Linked DNA regions of Mus musculus: region 2 is linked to region 1. The links are chromatin contacts, called in public Hi-C maps. All regions are on one chromosome and are shown on one strand. Each heading gives the region's core, a stretch centred on a gene start, on an enhancer-like site or on the middle of the called end of the contact. The rest is flanking DNA. Distances are from core to core; before and after follow the strand shown. Region 1 has its middle 13 kb from the start of Gm41111. Region 2 overlaps Gm32123 (predicted gene, 32123).

Region 1 (6,682 bases), core at 2,145-4,644:
TTGCTTTCATGAATGAATATGCACCATGTGGGTGAAGTACCCATGAAGGCCAGAAGAGGGCACAAGATCCTCTGGAACTGCAGTTACCAAGAGTTGCGCTCCATTATGTGGGTGCTAAGAATTGAACTCAGGTCCTCTGGAAGAACAGCTAGTGTTCTTAACTGCCCCAACGCCTACCACCTTGTTGGGGATTTTACCTCTAGACAGAAATCCAAAGAGCTGCTTTTCCCAGGTGACTCCAGGTTACACTTCAGTACTGTAGTTTTCTGGGAAGACAGACTGGCCCTGTGCTTGAGCAACACCTACATGCCTACAAAAGAGCTGCATTTGACCAGCTGCAACCATCAGAAAGTGGGTGGCCAGTTTGGAGTGACCACTTTATTAGAGGGACTCTAGCTATACCAGAACCATGACTGACTCCTGGAGCCTATACACGGATTAATATCTTTCACCTGTCCACAGAGACATCCTCCTAGGACCTGACCACACTGTTTGAAACTCTCTTGGACAGGAGAGATGGCTCACTGTGTGAAGGCACTTGTTATACAAGCCTGGTGACCTGAGGTTTTTTTCCTAGAACCCACCGTGGAAGGAGAGAACTTTATTCCCAAACAGTGTCATCTGACCTCCACACAGATGCCATAGCCCATGTCTGCCTATGCACGCGTGCGTGCGTGTGTGTGTGTGTGTGTGTGTGTGTGTGTGTATGTGTGTGTGTGTGTGTGTGTGTGTGTGTGTGTGTATGTGTGTGTATGGACAAACAACAACAACAACAACCCTCCCTGCTGTAGGGTCAAATTGCAACTCAGCCTGGCTCACAAGCGTGGTGACCGGCCTGCCTGCCCCTGGTCTCCTGCTCTGCTCCCCCACTCCCACATCCAGCTCTTTCATTTTGTACTGCTGCCAGATTCAAGCATTCATCGCCGGTGAAATGATCGATGCTGTCTTTCACCTCGTCTCTGTCTTGAATGCCCTTCCTTTCCTAAATAACATCTATTCCTGCTTTTGAATTAATCTTCGCGCTCCCGTCCGTCAGCTAGGAAGCCTTCCATTAAGCACTCCAGATTTGAATTATATTCTCCTTCCTCTGCTCCCACAGCAGTGGAGACAGGGGTGCTGCACCTTGAACAGTGGTGGCTTCCCGGATATTCTAGGCAGAGACCCCCTTTGCTACCCACTGCGACCCTTTGCTTCTGTGTTTGGGAAGGTGGCTTATCAAGCTACCTACTTGGGAGGATGCCATCAGAGGGAGCAGAGACCTGCCCACCACTTCTCAGGGAAACCCAGGGTACCCCCTTGTCTATCACTACCAATGTCTTTATGCCTGCCATTCTTGCTGTCATATAGCAGTGATCTAGTCACAATAACCAAGGTGGCCTGATAACCAGGGATGTCCAGCGCAGGAATGTTGAATTAAACAATACATGTTTGGCTAATGCCCTTTGCTGCTCACTATATCAGGGTCTTGACTGCATGCTCATAGGATGGGAGATAATGGAGACTAACAAGGACTTTGGACATATGCTCTGGAATCCTAACACAAATCTCAGGCTCAAATGTAGCTTTCTACAGCACCCTTAGTGTTGAGCAGAGGCAATATTCTGTATGGACTGCTGCAAGGGAACATCAGAGAACATGGAGGACCATCCGTGGCTGTTAGAGGCAGGGGGTGGGGCGGGACTGTAGAATGAGATTCGGGAAAGCATCAACTCTGAAACCACTGGGATCTTAAAGGCAGTTGTAGTGTGAACTCCAGAGCTCTCTGTCGCCATGCTCCCTTGCTGGGATCTGCAACCGTGTTCCCAGGCATTGAACATTTAGCTGCTGGGCAGGGAGGGAGGTGGGGGTGGAAGAGTGGGAACAGCCAACAACTCCTGGGGACAACTGCCTCCTCCAAGCCTTTTCTGCCAGGATCTGAGGAAGCCTGTTTACACGGGTCCCCCCTGTGGTCTCTGCTGCTTAATATGCCTTTTGAAAATGACGCTCGGTGGGATGTGTGCACATTTGTAATTACAAAGGCCCGGCTGTTTTTTTTTTTTTTTTTTTGACAATCTGTGCCTACTAATTTCTCAGCGGCAGGGAAGGGAAGCAGGAAATGTCCCCAGCCCTGCTTCAGGAACGGGCAGGCTCCTGAGCGGTGTGGTGAAGGACTTCTATTTACAAAGTCTGTTCATTCCAGACCAACTCTGCTCCGCCCAGGGAGGATCTGAGCTGCACTGGGAGGGGATGAGCTGTCCAGGGTGGCATGGGGGCATGAGAAGGTCGTGTGAAGCTTCGTCCTGTTTACGCTGCTCTTGTGGAAGTCCTGGTGTCCCTCCATATCAACCCTGGCAGGAACTGGGAGGATAAAGCAAGGCATTCCCAGAGTGGGAACCTCAAGTGGCTCGTCATCTCATCTCGAGGGGAGACAAGGGTGAAGCCCACAGGCAGAGACAGCCTTCCCAGTAACTGAGACACCGACCTGGGCTCGCAGGAGAGGGATGGAGCCTCGGGTGGAAAGAGGAGGGCCTGCGGAGACCACAGCCAAGTCTTTGAAACTGAGCTGTGGTTGAAGCCAGGTCAACACACTCACAGGCCTCCCGCATGCTATCGATGTCTGGGTGGAACCCCACCTGAAAGCCTGCTGAAACGCAGGGTCCAGCTCTGCCTTTGCAGAACAGTGGCTCTTTGAATCAAGGTGTCCGAGAATTAAGTTTCCCCAGTGTTCCCAGGGCTCAGACTTAAAGTTGAGGCGGGCATGGGGGTGTGGGGTGGGAGGGGGGGGTGCAGAACTTGATGGAGTTGCTGATAGGTCTCTCCTGGCTAAAAGTGATGACATTGGCAAGAAACTGATCTTTCTGGGGAGCAGAAACTCAAGAGCCCTCAAGTGCAGAACACAAGGCCAGCTGTGTGACCTGCCACACAGGCCTGGCTTTGATACCTAAGGAGGTAGTGGCAGGGACCACCTGGTATTGGGTATCAGTCTCAGACCCCGAAGGAGCAGAGCACTAGAAGACGCCTCTGATCTTGTCTCCTCCTTCTTTGTATAGAATCAGAACACATTCAGGCCAGAAGCAGAAAGCGTGTAATCACTTTCCTTCCTCTGTGTCCCAGACAGACAAATTGAGATCCAGATCTGTGGCCTCAAGGGACTTGTCCTTAGGCAGCAGTGCACAGATATGGGACTCAGAACCGGTGCTCCGGGTCTCCCATGCACTGCTAGCTGCGACTGGAGAAAGAAACAAAAGTCACAGCCCGAAGAAGGCCTTTGTCACCGCAAGGCAGACCGGAGTCACAGCACACCTCCATCTGGTCGTCTTCTCACTCATTTTGGGAGCCTGCTGTGCGCTGTTCCCCCACTGTAAGCTGATGCCCACACCACAGTGTCTGGCCAAAGCAGATCTCAGCTGTTGGTTGTGCTTATTTAAAGGCTAAGTCAGTCTGTGCAAAGCAGACCCTGCTGGGCTTGGCTTCCTTCACTGTCAGACCATGTGCTCCCAGGCTAGTCCACACCTGCCAGACTGGGAAAGACAGAGGTCATTTAATGAGAGTGTTACCTTTACATAGATAGAATGCCAAGGACAGCAGTGTGGGTGTGACAGGGCTGGCACAGGAATGAAAGGGGCTCTCTTGAAGCATTTCACTATTTGAGTCCATCCAAATACTAGAATATACACCTTATACGGGATGGCTGATAAACATCAGAAATGTGTTTTTCATGGAACAGAAAACTGGAAGTCTGAGGTCAGAAAACCAATATCTCTGGCTTCTGGTGAGGGCTGTCTTCTGTATGCAGGCAGCTGAGTAACATTTCCTCACAAAGAGAAAGAAGTGGGGAAAAGAGTGAGGACCAGGAAAACAGCTCAGTTGACAAAGATAGCTCACAAGACCCCATTTGATCCCCAGAACCCACACAACTAGAACTGGGTGGCAGTGCATTCTTAAAATCCTGTTGCCCAAGAAGCAAGATAGGTGGATCCTCGGGGCTTGCTCAACATCCAACGTTCTCTCAGCAAGCAAGGTCAGTGAGAGAACCTGTCTCAAAAGAAAAGTGGACAGTACCTGAGGGTGTCCTCTGGCCTCTACATGTGTGTGCATATGTCCTGCGTGCACATGGACATGCACACACATGAAAGAGTGAGAGAGCTCTGCGGGGGGGGGGGGGGGGTCCTTTCACTTGAGTAAAATGATAACCAGACTAGAATCAAGTACTAGATCCAAGAACCTAGCACAGAGGCAATGAGAGAGCCTGCCCTTTAGTCCCTCAGTCAGGTGTCCACACAGCCTTACTGAAGGCTCATTGCCCCTGTTAGGATGTTCACTGCTGGGGAATCGGATCAGAGATTGACTTGGACAAATGATATATGGAAACCTCCATTTTCTTCTGTGTGTTTGGCCATTTGCCATCTGGAGCAAGCAGCCCCAGACACCACCAGCATTGTGTTCCTGTCATTCCCAATTCCAAATGCACAGGACTACTTTTAAGCTCTGGGATCCCAGAGCACCCCAATGCTATAGACACGTGAGGGTGCAGAATGGCCACATCATCAAATCTCCCTGTTTGGTTGTGAGGACTCCTTAGCCCCAGAGGAGACAAGGACCAGATGTACAAGCTGCGTTCATTGGCTTCTCCGTCCCAGGAAACTCAAAGGAAGGGTGCGGAGAGAAGTTGCTGGTTATAACAGGCCCAGCCTGTAGGTCACACAACTTTGTAGGGACTTGAGTAACAGTTGTTGTAGGTTATTTGTTTGCTAGGGTAAATAGACAGTATCGTTTAAATTTTAAATATCCCCCAGAGACCCATGCATTAAAGTCTTGGTCCTTAACACAATTGGGAGATAGTAGAACCTTTAAAATAAGGGTCAAATGAGAGGTCTTTAAATCTTCCGGAGTTTTCCCATGAGGTAATAGTTGTACCCTGGTCTCTTCTTCCTCTTGCTTTGCTTCCCAGCCATGAGGTAAGCTCTGCTCTGCCAGAGCGTCTACCACAGAGAGCTGCCTCACCCCAGTCTCAAAAGCAACAGAGCCAACCACAGGCCAGGGTCTCTAAAGCAGTGTGCCAAAATGTGCCTTTGCTCTCTGCAAGGTAATTGTCTCCACAGTTTTGTTAAATGGGTAGATAGAAAGCTGACCAGTACACTGGCAACTGGCATAGTTTGCAGAGAGTGAGGACTGGACGGCTCAGTGAAGCTTCCCTGAGCTTCTCTACAAAGCCTTATTTTATCAAAGTGAACTGCACTGGCTCATTGAACTATGAGAAATCTCAGTGTAAGAAGGGCATTCATTTAGGTTTCCGTAGGAGCTGAAGGCTGTGGCTTCTGTGAGCCTTTTTTTCCTCAGCTCAACTCACTCTGATTTCACAAGGATACTGCTTCATGGATAGCTGGAGCCAGTGGACAACTGTCCGTAACAGTGGAGAGCACACTTAAGCATCCACCGACATCTCCTCTGGAGTTAAAGGTGGCCTTTGGAGGAGGAAGGGCCTTGACACTCCGTTGTACTTGCAAGACGGTAACCAACACTAGGCTTATGACATATGGAGAGCTTCAACTGCACACAGACTCGTGAGTCAGAATCTGTCATTTCCAAGCTCCCTGGTAATTGTGAATCAAATATGAAGTTTAAGCCTCTCAGACTGGAAGTAGTGGAGAAAAGCCTACTGCAGAATCGTGAGACACTGGTAGGCCACCCCACTCCTGGACAAACTCTCCATGCGTGGCCTTGGAGAGAGCATGGCATGCTATGAACAGCTTTCTCGTCTGCAAACAAGGGGGCTGGACTGGCTGCTCTTTATTCTCAACCTCGCAGGCATCTCTCCTATGAGATGGGAAGGGGGGGTCTCCTCGGCTAAAGATCAGAGAGATTCTTGCTGTGTAAAACACTCCCTAATCAGCCTTATGTCAGGTCCCCGCCCCCCGACTAACCACAGTGACAAGTCCCAGGAGTGTACCTTGTCAGGCTGTGAATAAAGTTCAGGCAGCTTGGATAATTACCCTGACACCGCCTAGAGTTAGCTTCCCAGCAGCTCGGGAGCAGGCCCTCCTGATTATAGGAACACACACACTGTGGCTTTGGGCAGTTTCGGGCAGTACCACCTCCCCCCTCTCCCCCCCCCACCCCCAGGTTGCAGCCTCCTGCCTGGGGTCAGAGACTCTGATACGGTTCAGTTCCCTGGGGTCTCAGGAGCTAGGAAGGTAGCGTTCTAACTTGGCTGTAGGGTTATTTTCCAAACACATTTGTGAGTGAGGCCTTGTAAGCCTGTCAGACAACTCTGTGCTGTTCTCACCTGGCTCTTGGACCTGCTGTGCCAAGGCTACTCCACAGTCACATCCAGTCACGGCAAGGCAGCCAGCACAAGCTACGTAGGGTGTGCCCTCCAGATTGTTCAGCTACCCCGCCTCTGGTGTGTGCCTCATCTTCCCAGGCCCCAGGTCGCTCAGCTCACCATTGAGCCATGTGGATTCTTTCTTCACTCCTACTGTTTCTCTAGTCATTTCTACAGTGAAATAGGATGTATCCCTGTTCATCTTTCAGCTTTGTATTCCACCGTACCCTTACCCCTGCACCCCCCCCCCTCTCTCTGTGTGTGTGTGTGTGTGTGTGTGTGTGTGTGTGTGTGTGTGTGTGTGTGTGAATCAGTCTGTGATGTTCAGAAGACAGCAGTATCTGATCCCCTGCAATGCAGTTATTGGTGAATGTGAAC
Region 2 (6,766 bases), core at 1,631-4,130, 120 kb after region 1:
CAAAGTGAGGAATTATTGCCAGAACCTTCTCTGACCCCTACTGTGTGGCAGAGTGTCCCCTACCAGCTGCTCTGTAGAATACACTTAGCCTAAGTTGACTAGCCCCAGGCTGCCACCCCAGAGTCCAGAAAGAACTTATATTTCTGAATCTACCCTGCTATTAACTGTGCATCTTCTTGCAAGCCCTCCTGCATCACTTTCTTTATCTGTCTGTAACATCAGGGATGGTCCAGATGCTAACTAAGGCCCATGCTTGCTGCTTTTGCTGGGGTCTTCTTTCAACTTAAGATTTTTATCAAACACTTTTTAAGTATTCTTTGGCTGGCAATAGAGTCATTTGAGTTCCAAGAAGGTCCCCACTGGTCAATTTCTGTGATACAACCACAGAAGTAAAGGTAGTTAGGGCATTTTCTAATCCACCCTGTGAGTGTTCATTCTGGCACAGCTTTAACCCAGTGGGTGCCTGAAGTGCCCAGGTCAGTTGGAGGCAGAACCTGAGACCTACTGGGAGACACACCCACTTACACATATGACACAAGCAAACACACACTCAGGGAGCAGGAGGAACAGGAGACCCCTGAGCCACAGTGACAGCGTGCCCTTGTCTCATCTGAAATGGTGCCCAAGCTGTTCCCTGGACCAGTACTAGAGAGAGACATCAAGGCTTACTGTTCTCAGTCCTCACTCACCACTGGCTAAGATGCATGTTCAGAGAGGTTTAGTGCCCTTTGTTGTTGTTTTTACAGCCTGTATATCTGATTTGCATAACTGTCAGGCCTGTGGTCTGGCACCTGCTCCCCCAGGGAACAAGGCAGAAGGAGTCCAGCGTTTCCTCTCCTTCCCGACTACTTGCGAAAAATGGAGGTCAGCATGGACTGAGCTCACCCTGATGGTTGATGGCTTACTTTTTTCTCTTCAGCAAACAACATCTTCCCAGACCACCGAGGAGACAGAAGTCTTAGGGAGTTTCCTAGGATTACCAAGTCATAATGATTCCACAATAAAACACTTTATCATGCTGGGTCTAAACATCCAAGAAAAGTGTCACTTGTGCGAGGGGAAGCTGGAAGCTGGAAGCTGGAAGGAGCCCGCTTCTCTAGAACCAGAACAATTCCTGAGTCCGGTAAGAACTTTAGTACATTGCCTCTTCTCATCGAGCCTACATCCATTTCTCTAAAATGGAAAGGGGAGTCCAGTGTAATGGAGCAATCTGTAAGGAACCTCCATACAAGTGTGAAGGACTGAGTTTCAGCCTCAGACCCCATATAAAAGCTAGATACAGTGACATGTGCCTGCAAGAGCCCAGCAGAGAGGAGAATTCCAGGGATTTGCTGATCAGCCTGTCTAGTGGAAGCAGTGAGCTGCAAGATCAGTGAGAGACCCTGCCTCAAAAACATATGATGGGAAAGGATTGTGGAAGATACCCAGCATTGATCTCTGGCCTCCATGTTCATGCTTGTGCATACACAAACACACACACACACACACACACACACACCCCACACTCATAAATATGCAGTGTTCTAATTCTGAAGCCTCCGTTCTTCTAAAGGATAATAAAGTCTGGTGCATTTGTTCTTAATGAAATTAACACCAGGTTAAATAATCAAAGAGCTTGCTGGGAGGTTGGTGCACCAGCAGATAGAATAGAATGTTTCTCCTGGCCCTTGAATTCAGTATGTTTTCTTAGAAATAAGACTAAAACCTAATGCTATAGAAAATGCCATGAGTATTTGCATATCCTACAAAGAATATTTGCATATAATTGGTTGTATAAAGCAGGGTGCGTGTTTCTTGGGGTGAGATGCCAGCTGGCTGACAACTCTCCTGTGTGATTCTGGTGTGCCAGGTACTTGTCAGGTAGTGTTGAGTCCTCAGAACCACAGATGCTTAGTACTTGTTGAACACACCTTGAAACTGAGGGCCAGAGCCAGAACTGGCTGGCAGTAGCACCACAGGACATAGGGACATCACTACTCTTGGTGCCACTTTTCTCGCCTACAGCATCACAGTATCTGGTGGAAGGGGTGTGTCTGCAGTGACACCTGCAAGGTGGATTAAGGTCACTGGGATTTAGTCACAGCCTTCTGTTGCACGGAAGGTTTGGACAAAGTGACCTCTACAATCCAGTCCACTGAGGTTTCAGACTTAAGGTACTCACTTAAGTAGCAGTTACCAAAAACAAACTCTGAAACACATCTGCCCAGGATTCGCAGGAAAAGCATGTTTTCAGATCAAATGTGTTTGGAAAATATTCCTAATTATGTCCCCAGTTAGAGACTTATAATGCATGTTACAAACATCAAACTCTCCGATAAGGCACACAATTAAAGCCCGAGTAGTTACTTAATCTCTTTCCTAGACTTGATGAATTGTCAACCCCCCCCCCTTTTTTCTCTACCCACATAACACATAGAGGCACTTGTTGAGGGAACTAGAGTAACAGAAATGGCTGTAGTTCCCGAGTTCTCACTGGTCAGAGCAGCAGCAGTTCTCAGGAAGACTCGGGGGTCAGAAGTGAGGGCTGGAGAGAGAACCTGATTAGGACTGATGCTCACCGGCTTCTGCTTCCAGGAGCTCTTAAAGCTCACATATGGTTTACTCGTGAAAAGCAAGAGCCAGGGCTCCCATGCAAGCCCTTCTAGAAGAAACTAACACCATTGATACTGCTTCTGAAATCTTGACATTCGAGTATCTCAGTGCTCTCTGTATATTTTTATGGTTGTGTAAAAAACCGTCTTATGGATGAACACAAAGCGTCGTTGCCTTTCTGGTTCAATCTTCCTTCTCCCTTTTTACTGAAAGCTGGTAAACACCACTTTCACCAAAACTGGTGAGTCACGGTTCCTGTAGTCAGCTCGTGCTGCTCCTCAGCACCATCATGCTGTTCCACGTCTGCGTAGTGACTCCCTTACTCCTTGGTAGCTCTTTCCTCTGTATCACAGATCCATTGTCACTCGCTCAAATACAGCCTCCCTGACTGCAGGCCAGATCTGGTTCGATGGCCATGTAGACTAATCTGCCAGCAATTGTCACCCACCTTTGGGTTTTTGAAATGTCTGATCCTCCTAACTAGATCACAAACCTTCCCAGGAGAGGGATCACCCTGTGTGACCAGCACCTGCCCAGACTGGTATGGAAGAACATGTTGTTGAATAAGTAAAGGAAAAACATTGTTATGTGAAGTAGCCTCATGCGCCTGGGCCCTCTCTGAAGTCCAGCTCCTTTGCTAGCAACTTCAACCTTTCTCTTCATTTAAATTTGATCCTTCCTCCCATTGCCTGACCTCAGCTCCCCAGCTGACTCCAAGCCACTAGATAAGCCCAGCCCATCCTCCTCTTTCCACTCCCACAGGCTTAGTCATGTTTCCTGCCAAAGAGATGACCACAGGGGGGAGGATTTGGAACCTACAAATAATTGACCTTTTGATATCAAAAGTAATTAGCTCAGTTTTATCTTTTGTTCCGTGAAGAAAGTAGCAGTGTTCATACTGGTGCCCACTTGGTTGGAATTTGTATCTTAGTAAAATTTCAAACCAATGCATGACTGACTTTTAAAAAGTACAAATGGATTCTAAAATTTTGTGAAGAGAATGTTCATAACGTTGCCCACTTGTATTCCTACTTCCTCCCATTTTACAGATAAAGAAACTGAGATCCACAAAGATTATGAAGTTCCGGAAGTGGAGATGCTAAGGTTTAAGCTCAGTCCTTGGCCTTTTGTTTGCCATACTGAGCCCTGAGTTCAGGTCATCAGCTCAGGATTCGATGGCCTTCTGTCTTCTTTGAAAGATCATGAGCTACTTAAAAGCAAGGACCACGACTTTGGCAACTCCAGTTTCTGGCCCAGCGCAATGGCACATAATAGCTCTAAATAAACATTTAAAGAATAACTAGATGAATGGCAGAAATATTAAAAGCCTGGCATAGCAGTCGGCTCAGTATGAATTCCATGAAAGATGTGTAAGAAAGTCAGAGGGACTTGAAGGTCTGAGGAGTCACAAGTTCAAGAGCAGCCTGAGCTAGGGAGTGAGTTCAAGGCCAGCCTGGGCAAATTATTAAAACTGTTTCAAAATTAATAAAAAGGATATAGCTCAGTGCTAGAGTCCTTACCTAGCATGTATTAGACCTTGGGGGGCAATGCTGAAGGGAGGGAGGGAGGGAGGGAGGGAGGGAGGGGGAGGGAGGGAGGGGGAGGAAGAGACTGACAGACACACAGAGATCAAAATGCATAGAATCTAGAATAAGCCTTCATTCCTTTAAGCTGAATAAACTTGTAAGAACTAAGTTGTTTTATAGAAAAAGATTTGAATGCAAAAATCTAAAGATACCTTATTCAAGCTGTCTGGATAGAAAGATAATTGTAGTGATTGGTTATTCTTCAAATGAATATCTAGGAAGAATGGGGGGGATCCATAGAAAGACAGTTACCCTCTGCTCAATATAAGATTGCCATGAGTGCACACATGTGTTTATGTATAGCATTAACCAAATGACTCAAGACAACTTGCATGCAAGGGTAGATGGTGGAGAACCAGCATGGGTGGCTGAGCATAAGGGAAGGACTGCTATTTTATTGCTTTTTGAATACATATCTTAACCCTCTGTTAGAGGGTTTGAGAAGTTTCAATAAATGTAAATTCCCTTGTAATTAACGCGAGTGCTTCCCAAGTGGCCTCTTTGTCCCTTTTCAAAAAAAGAAAAAAATAGCTTTAAGCCATCCACTGCCATGACATTTGTCACTTGCTGAACAAGCCACCATCTCTGTTTTGCCACAAAGGTGATCCTTACCCAAAACCCAGCCCTATGAAACACACAAACTCAAGAGGGAGCAAATGCTTCAAGCTAAGGATGCAAAGGGCTGGCGAGGCTGTAAGTAGTAAGGGCACTGAAACAGAGTGAGCGTCAACATCTTCCTGGGCACAGGGTACAGGCTCTGAACCCAGACACTACTGACTGAAGCCCGGGGTGGGGTGGGGGGACGAACCCCAGTCATGCGTGGAAGAAGGCAGGGAGGAGAGGCAAGAAATGCATTCCCTTCCCCAGGGTCCCAGGATTGTTTTGGTAATTACCCCAGCTTCTTCAACAGCTTGCGATTTGTCCAGTGCCTGGGAACCTGTATTTGCCTCACACAATGCATAATTCATAGGGCATGGACAGCAATTATGAGCTAATTGAGGGGTGTAATGTTTAAAGAAAGGATCCATTATGAGGCGCATAAGGGATGCTGGAGTGAAGATGCTCTTGAGTCCACGGAGGCTTGGTGCCCCCAATTCAGCCTTCCTTGAGATGACTCTAATCGTCTCCTGAAGGGCACTGAAGCTGGGCACAAGAGTGCTCCTGCTAGAGGATGCTCAAAGGGTCCCAGAGTGACTTCCCTACTCTCGTGAGCTTGGTCTTCCACTTGTCACATGGACGCTGTCACCTGGATTCATATGATTCTAAAGACGCGATGTTTTGACCCCAACCATACTTGCAAAAGGAGAGTGAGGATCTCTTCTCGGGGCGAGGCAGATGCTATAGTCTTCAAGACAGTGCAGTAAAGAATTTACGCCATTTCCATCATAAAATAACCTCTTAAAGGAGTTGCAAGAGAGATCCTTAGATGGTACAACTGTAGAAAATAGGGAGCTAGCAATCTTCCTAAGAAGGCCCTGGGCTGGAATCCTGTATGTGACTAGTTTTTCCTCTTGCTAAGGGCCACTGAAAGAATCACTCATCTGTGATCTCAGTTTACCATCTGAACTGAGGAATGCAGTTTAAAGGAATGGCTTTCAGACCCTCCTGGTCCTGATGCATCATTTCTGTGCATTCCCGGACTCATCTTTCTGACTGAAAAAGAAAATGTTTTGAGACTGAGTACCTCTCTGTAGACCAGGCTGTCCTCAAATTCATGGGGAGATCCACCTGCCTCTGTCCACTGAGTACTCAAACTGCAGGCTTATGCTGCATGCTTCACTCTGATCGAAAAGTTTAATCCAACTCCACAGGCAAGTCTTGCTTCCCTTGGGACCTACTCTGTACACTGTGACTCCCACAAGAGACCTACAATGTGACTATCACACAGGTGATCATGTGATAATACATCAAGAAACTTATTTTCCCTTCAGTTATACTGCCAAGGCAGACGCACATCTCATAGCAGTTTATCACAGATACTTTGTAGAATAAGGGTTCTGCTTACACTTTGTGTAACCAGGAGGGCGTGGTAGTTGTATACTACGTATGGGTTACCACCTTTCTGGAACCCTGTAGGCTTCAGCATATACATCACTAGAATTGCTCTAGGATGGTCCTTTAGAATTTGAATTTTCTCTTCATATGCAATCAAGTACTTCCACGACAGCATGTTGATACCATAGGACGCCCTCCTTAACAAGCCTGTTCTGATTGTATTACACCAGCTACTCAAGCTGGGCTGCAGTACCCCATGTCACCAGTAGAGGCCGCTTTTTGAAGTGTGTTACACACACCCCAACTCAAGCCATCATGGAGTTATCCCATGGGTGCTAGAGGTCTTATTGACCACTTTGTCCAAACAGAAGTCCCTCTTTTGTCCTGTACAGAACTTTCTCTGTCTACAAAGGAGTCCTAAGCCACAACAGGCCATTGACTGTCCAGCAGCTTCCCCAGTGTGTCTCGTTTGACCAGAGCTCCTGGCCAGTTTGTATGGCTGCTCTTGTTTGAATCAGACCCTTAGAACATGGGGACTGATGCCCTCTGCTTCTCATGCCCTGGTGAGAGAGTAACTATTCCTGAACAGTTCT

Evidence for each region. Hi-C and Micro-C count contacts between places; a contact is called where the count stands out from the background.
Region 2: a Hi-C map of the N1E-115 cell line shows a contact between it and region 1, with 2.5 times the contacts expected there. The contact joins two enhancer-like sites. A contact is called at or near these places in 1 of 15 datasets of contacts at CTCF or cohesin (pro-B cells), 7 of 484 Hi-C or Micro-C datasets (the HL-1 cell line, the N1E-115 cell line, embryonic stem cells and 3 more), 2 of 115 datasets of contacts at active chromatin or transcription factors (embryonic stem cells and large pre-B cells) and 2 of 9 other capture datasets (embryonic tail and embryonic trunk).

What each region holds. Positions count from the first base shown.
Region 1 is chr14:24,992,052-24,998,733 of GRCm38.p6, forward strand. No RefSeq gene overlaps it. Among named protein-coding and RNA genes, the nearest start is that of Gm41111, 13 kb to the left of the region's middle. Within about 2 kb of position 3,395, at least 34 of the 459 cell types and tissues checked have an H3K27ac peak or open chromatin away from gene starts, as enhancers often do. A contact at or near this core is called in the N1E-115 cell line, where this site is marked.
Region 2 is chr14:25,110,176-25,116,941 of GRCm38.p6, forward strand. It overlaps Gm32123 (predicted gene, 32123), which reads left to right. Exons shown (of 3, transcript NR_153781.1): 3 at 920-2,756. Among named protein-coding and RNA genes, the nearest start is that of Gm32123, 4.3 kb to the left of the region's middle. RefSeq lists an enhancer at 1-561. Within about 2 kb of position 2,881, at least 24 of the 459 cell types and tissues checked have an H3K27ac peak or open chromatin away from gene starts, as enhancers often do. A contact at or near this core is called in the N1E-115 cell line, where this site is marked.